2 separate regions of the Rattus norvegicus genome follow, and region 1 is linked to region 2. Evidence: chromatin contacts called from public Hi-C data. All regions are on one chromosome and are shown on one strand. The core of a region is the stretch at or near the end of the contact, and the rest is flanking DNA. Distances in the headings are between cores, read along the strand shown.

Region 1 (3,401 bases), core at 259-2,758, 140 kb after region 2:
ATGCAGGAAATCCACTCTTAAAATAAACTAATCTTTAAAAAATTATAAACCTAGCTTTCTTAAATGTTTATTTTTGAAAGTATAGATTTAATTGTACTTTTTTTTTTTTTGGTTCTTTTTTTTTCGGAGCTGGGGACCGAACCCAGGGCCTTGCGCTTCCTAGGCAAGCGCTCTACCACTGAGCTAAATCCCCAACCCCTTTAATTGTACTTTTATATAGTGTGTTTTGTTTCTGGAAATTAATGTCTCTGGAAATGAATGGTTAGATCCAATGGTTAGAGGACTTGGGGGTCTACCTCTAAAATAGGAATATAATCTAAAAAAGGATTTTTTAAAGAATTTATGTCTCTTCGTGTGTGTATCCGTTGTGTGCAGGAGAGTGCAGATCCTCAAGGAATCCAGATGTTTCAGATTCTCTGGAGCTGGAACTAAAGGTGGTGATGCATTCAAGCCATGCCTTAAATCTTATTAATTTAAAGAAGAGTAAGGAAAACTCAAGACTGGTAAGATCATTTCACTATCGGTCTCTGCGGGTTTCTGTACAAATCCATCAGGAACAAGTGCGATTTTGAGATCCTTTAGAGTCTGCTTTTTAAAGCGATTCCTATTCTTTTTTTTTTTTAAACATTTATTTATTATGTATACATCAGCTTTCTGCCTGCATGTATGCCTGCAGGCCAGAAGAGGGCACCAGACCTGATTATAGATGGTTGTGAGCCACCATGTGGTTGCTGGGAATTGAACTTAGGACCTCTGGAAGAGCAGACAGTGCTCTTAACCTCTGAGCCATCTCTCCAGCCCGCGATTCCTATTCTTAAACATCTTTATTTTTAGGTGTATGCATGTTTCACCTATATGTGCACCGCGTGCATGGAGCCAAAGTCGGGAGTTTGATCCCATGGGCGTTAAACAACCTCTCACCTAAAACCCTCGTTGAAGGAATGTTCCACCACTTCCTGAATTTGACTGAATCTCCTGACTTGAGCACTTCCCTTCATAGGTTTCTCTTTGCTATTTTTATTTCACTTACTTCTCCATTAAAGACTGGCTCCATCAAAGTAAATATTGGGCATCATTTTGGGTCTTGCCATCACCCCGGGTGACTTTCTAGAACTTCTTTTTCCTCATTCTGGTTTTGCTGACCCTCGAATCTGTTGTACTTGTGCCATCTTTCAGCACTGACCGCTGCTTCAGGTCCTCCACTCCTCATCTCAATTTCTTCCTTCTGGAAGACTTTGTGCTCGACGAGCTTGACTCCCTAAGCGACAACTCTGGGCATCGCCATCATTCCTAAGAAGCTCTGGTTAAACAGATGAGCCTTCCATTCAAATCTGCAGCGGGACATCTCTACTCGCTATGTGTACCGATCACGTGTTTACGGAGGCACACACCCCCTAGGCTGACCCCGGAAGGCGCTTTCATTTTTCCATCCTCCTGCGTCTGCAGGCTCCGTCCGTGGCTGGAACAAGGTTTGGACACAGGCTCCGCCTGCGCAGGGCGTGTCCCTCGGGGCGTGGCGCGCCGGAGCGACGCGAGCAGGCGAGGGCCGACGTACCGTACGTGCCTCTGCCGCGGTCCGGGGGCTGCGGGCCGCACCGCCGCCCTCTCGGAGGCGGGCCCGGGCAGACGGCGGCGGCCATGTTTGTGGCGCGCAGCATCGCGGCGGACCACAAGGACCTCATCCACGATGTGTCTTTCGACTTCCACGGGCGCCGGATGGCCACCTGTTCCAGCGACCAGAGCGTCAAGGTGCGCGCGGCAAGCTCGACTACCCAGGGCCGGGCACAGAGGGGAGGGAGGCGGCACAGAAGGGACTAACTCTGACCGAGGCGTGCGAGACACAAAGCCGCGGACGCCGCCACGCCGGAAGCGGCGAGAGCCCTCCCCGTCGGCGGATTGTGGGGTCACGGCCGCCCGCGCTCGGGGCGTTTTCCTACCGCGCCTGCGCGGGGCGGCTCTCTGCCTCGGGGCACTGAGCGCACGCGCACGCTGGGTCTGCGGAGTGGGTCGCGGCTGTAGTCTAACGCGTTTGGCCTTCTCGTGGGGATGTGTGTCTCATTTCAGTGGGCCTCGCCTGTATTCCTTTGCCCAGGACGCATGGGATTCCTTGAAGGGATATTATTATTATTACATGCCAGTTACACACACACGTTTTCTAGACCTGGCAGTAGCCCTCCAGTCTCAGTTTCAGCCATGCTGGGGTTACGAGTATGAACTCCTTCACGACGCCAGAATAGCTGAACACCAGCTTTTAATTCTTGTTCGTGTTCAAGTGGCCTCTGAAGGTGGTTATCACAAGTGTCCGTTGAATATGCTCCGATGTACTTTTTTGGAAACAGAGTCTCAGTTCTGTAGCCCTGATGATCTGCCTGCCTCTGCCGAGAGTGATATGATTAAAGATGGGAGCCACCAGGAACGACTCCATTGCCCTAACCCCACAATTTTAAAGACTTATTCGTGTGAGTGTTGTGTCTGCGTGTGTGAATGTGCACTGCCCGGCGTCTCTGCAGGTCGATAGAGGGAGTTCAGATTGTGATCCTTCTTGTTGGGAGGACTGCGCCTGGTTCCTTGGTTGGCCAACGAGCACAGCTGATCTAGGTAGCAGACATCAAGTTATAGTCTTTGGGAATGGTATTTACTAAGATAAATATGGCAATCTTGGGAGAGGACGTAATTCTGCATTGCAAAACTTACGTGCATATACACTACCAAGACAAGCAGTGAAGGCTACCAAACTACCTTGAGCTTTCCCAGCTTGGCCTCAGGACTGCTCTGTTCACACTGTTGGAAGTAGGCAAGAAAAGAAGTCTCTCGAAGCCTTTTATTAGGTCTTTATCACACTAGGAGAGATGACCTACAGCTGACTTACTTAGCCTGAGCAGCCTGCTTAGAGAACCAGAGAAGCTGTCTTGAGCCCCTCACTAGGTCACTAGGTGGAAATAGTTGGTGGCTCATCCAAAGTTCCTCAAAGCTCTTAAGAGTAAAAAGTGCAGGCGGCCGGGCTGGAGCTGTGCCTTCAGGAGGGCAGTCAGGTGCAGTCTTGGAGGACTTGTGGAAGAGTTCCAGATAGTTGGTACTTGGATTAAGGGCAGTTAGGTTGTCCAGAGCACATTTTCTTATATTTCTCATTTTTCGACACTACGTCGCAGCCTAGGCTGTCTTGGAACTCTCTGTGTAGAACAGACTGTCCTGGAACTCACAGAGGTCTACCTGCCTTTGCCTCCCAAGTGCTGGGATTTACAAGTGTGGGTCACTACTCCTGGCTAGAGTACTTTGTGTTACTTATACACCTTTAAAAAAAAAAAATCTGGGGGTTGGGGATTTGGCTCAGTGGTAGAGCGCTTACCTTGGAAGCGCAAGGCCCTGGGTTCGGTCCCCAGCTCCGAAAAAAAGAACCAAAA
Region 2 (3,388 bases), core at 424-2,923:
TTCAATTTGTTTAACCTAGGAAATTACTCACAGTCACAAAATTAAGCTCTTTCATTACATCATCAATGATTCCTCGACGTCTGAGAGCTTTGATCAGATCTTCTGTTGATAAATGTTGTTGGTCAGGTGCTAATTCTTCTCGTATAGTCTCGGCAAGAATTTCTCTTATTCTGCCATGGACATCCATCTGTGGAGAAAACCCCACATTACAATTTACAAAATTATACCTGGTGGTGATGGTGCATGCCTTTATTTCTAGCACCCGGGAGGCAGAGACAGGTGGATCTCTGGAGTTCCAGGCCAACCTGGTCTATAGAGTTCCAGGACAGCCAGAAAAACTACACAAAGAAACCCTGTCTCAAAAAACAAAACAAAACAAAAAACCCAACAACAACAACAACAAAAAAAAACCGCACAAAAACAATTTACAACATTATAAAGCAGTTAAACGCCACTTGTAGATTTTAGGCTTCTGAAACTAATGGCAAGTGCCCAATGCCAATAAAATTGAGCTTTTTAAGTGGTGGAAGTTTTGAGCAACATACTAGAAACAATCTGAACTGGTTGGTTATCAACCTTTATTGCTGGTTGCCCGCAAATGATTCAATGAAAACAATTCTTAAGAGAGGGAGTGGAGGACAATCAAAAGAACACAGACCTAGAAGGAGGCAGAACAAAGAGCGAGTTATTTCAGCCTTCTCACTTATTCAACTTGCAACTCTAATTTGTCCGTCTATCTCCTTGCCCATCCGATGGAAAAGCGAGATTGTTTTGAGGATTCGCCAAAAGACGCTAGAGACGCAAACACCGGCGCACCAACACACCATAAAGAAGCTTTATTACTTCAGCTTACGGCCAGCAGTCGGGCGCTGCTGCTGGGAAGTCGCGGTTCTCCTGAAAGCCCCGAGCCGGGTAAACGCGTTCCTTGTCAGTCATTGGAGCGCCCTGTCTCCCATAACTTACTGCGATCGGGCTTCCAGGCGTAAAGAAACCCTAAACATCTGGCCTCGGACTACTTGTACATGAACATCTGGAAAGCGCCCGGACCGCCTCCGGTTTACAGCGGCTCTCCTCCACTCTAGCTAAAGAGCCTTCAGCGCTCCCTCGGGTCACACGCCCAACCGAAGCTTGCCCGCCGGCGCCCGCTCCACAGCCCTGGCTCCGGTCCCGTCCGCCCGAGCTCCTCACCTTGCTCAGCTGCTGGTGGATGAGCTGCTTCAGCTCAGAGGCTTTCTCCGGAGGCAGCGACATGCCGGCACTGGCGCCTCCCGGCCGCTACTCTCCGTCTCACACGGTGCAGCCACGGAGCCCGTCGTCCCGGCCGCGCAGCATCGGTGGCGGGCGTAGCACAAAGCGCCGCGGCCGCGTCAGACCTGGCAGGGCGGGAACCCTGCAGCCGCGGCGCCACAACTAACTGTCTTCAAACCGGGCGGACTGACAGTCGCCGGGGCTGGCCTGCCAGCTGCCTGATCGACGCGGTCCAACGCGCCGCCTCCTCGCGGGTCCCGCACGCGCGGTTCCCACGTCCTCTGTCGCAGGGCCTCGACCTACGACCCCGGGGAACGCCGCCTGCCGAGCGTTCGAGCCTCGTTCAGCACTGAGCGCAGGCAGTGCGTCGGACGCCTACAGGACCCGAAGGACCCGAAGGACCCGGGCGGATCGCGAGTTCCGCCTTCTATCCTAAGGATAGGTATCCTAGCTGTCCCGGACAGCGCTCCAGCTTCTCTTACGCCCACTGCAGTCATGTTCGTTCCCTGCGGGGAGTCGGTCCCCGACCTAAAGAACTTCACACTCCTGATGGTGAGTCTCCACTTGAGTTGGCGCTGTCGCCACCCCGACCCGGGAAGCGCCACCTGGCCTTAGGAGAGCCGGGCACGTGTTTCTGCTTCAGGCTTTAAGCCTGAAAAAAACAAACCAACAAACAAGTTGGTTATCCTTAGAGGCGGCGGTCCAAATTAGCACATTTGTCCGCTCTATCAAGGCCTGCCTGCTAGCTGAAGCCTTCGTTGCCTGGCAACTGTAACGTTTGTACATTGCAGATACATTGCACATAAGTGGCACCGGGGGAATCCCTAAGTTTTATCCGTTGAAGTGTTTTTATGTAGTTTGGGTCCGTGTTGATCTAGGCAATCAATTGCATTAGAGAGCAGATCGTTGTCTAAAAGGCAGTAGTAGAATTGTCCTTGTTTAGTCATCAAGGTTTACAATATAGCTAGAAACACGTGCATATACTAAGAGCATTAAATAAGACAGAAGTTTGAAAAAGAGAACGACCTGAGATTACCGACCTGCGGAAGTCTGGGTGGGAGTGGTTTGACCAAGATTGTATTCCCAGCATTCCAATCGTGAGGCAGGAAGCCCCAGCCTGAAAGACACCTATCCCCGCAAGAAATAAACAAATCAACAAGAACAACAAAGCTTGAGGGGAGGGGGCTAAAGAAATGGCTCCGTAATTAGAGCCTGTGTGGCTTACAGAGGATAGAATTCTTACATACTCACAATGAATGGCTTATAACTCCAGGTCCAGGGTCCCTGACACCCATTCTGGCCAAAGAGAATATCTGAACCCACGTCTGTAAGTACTGCGTGTACTTACAGACACAGTATTTTAAAATGTTTTTAAATTTTAAAAAGTCAACGGGAGAAACACAAGGGCTTTTGATCTTTTAGGAAAAAGATGGGCTTAGGATACCCTTCTGAAAAATGGACATCTAAAATCAGAGGCACATATTCCTGGAGTACCACAAATTTAGAATGATGTGTGGTGAGAATAGGCTTGAAGCCTTGTGATCTACAAGGCAGCAGAGGAGAATGTGTTTAAAGTAAAGGGGAGAGGGGTATCTCCTATTCAGGTTTCAAGCAAGTAAAGTCTAAAGTGTTCATCTGGGAATGCCAACACATAGTTGGTCAGGTAGTTAAGCAGTTACTAGCGCAGTGGCGAAAAAACTCCTCTCGGAGAGGTCAAATGAGTGGAGAGGAGGGGTGGAGCAGTGGTTCTCAACCTGTGGGTCATGACCCCATCGCAGGTGACCTAAGACCATTGGAAATATCAGATATTTACATTACCATTCCTAACAGGAGCGAAATTACCGTAACGAAATAGGAACAAAAATAGTTTTATGGTTGGGAGTCACCACAGCATGAGGAATTGTGTTAGAAAGGTTGAGAACCACAGAGGTAGAGCATGAACGTTTGCGTATTAATTCAGAGGTAGTTTATTTTTACACCGTAGTGGACAACCGTTAGGAGACTTTTAGCTCTGTGGGCTCCTGAGAAGTGAGGGTACTATGTGGTATCAAAAGTACACTTTTGGGGCTGGTGAGATGGCTCAATGGTTAAGAGCACTGACTGCTCTTCCAGAGGTCCTGATTTCAAATCCCAGCAACCA

Evidence for each region. Hi-C and Micro-C count contacts between places; a contact is called where the count stands out from the background.
Region 1: a contact with region 2 is called in a Hi-C map of hepatocytes, with 2.7 times the contacts expected there. The contact joins the promoter of Seh1l here to the promoter of Psmg2 in region 2. A contact is called at or near these places in 11 of 12 Hi-C or Micro-C datasets (the A7r5 cell line, the Rat2 cell line, Schwann cells and 7 more) and 1 of 1 datasets of contacts at active chromatin or transcription factors (oligodendrocytes).

The regions. Positions count from the first base shown.
Region 1 is chr18:63,615,367-63,618,767 of GRCr8, forward strand. It overlaps Seh1l (SEH1-like nucleoporin), which reads left to right and starts at 1,509. Exons shown (of 9, transcript NM_001394994.1): 1 at 1,509-1,749. The coding sequence starts at 1,639.
Region 2 is chr18:63,476,947-63,480,334 of GRCr8, forward strand. It overlaps Psmg2 (proteasome assembly chaperone 2), which reads left to right and starts at 1,674. Exons shown (of 7, transcript NM_001106138.2): 1 at 1,674-1,800. The coding sequence starts at 1,744. It overlaps Cep76 (centrosomal protein 76), which reads right to left and starts at 1,412. Exons shown (of 12, transcript NM_001100514.1): 1 at 1,189-1,412; 2 at 32-187. The coding sequence starts at 1,251.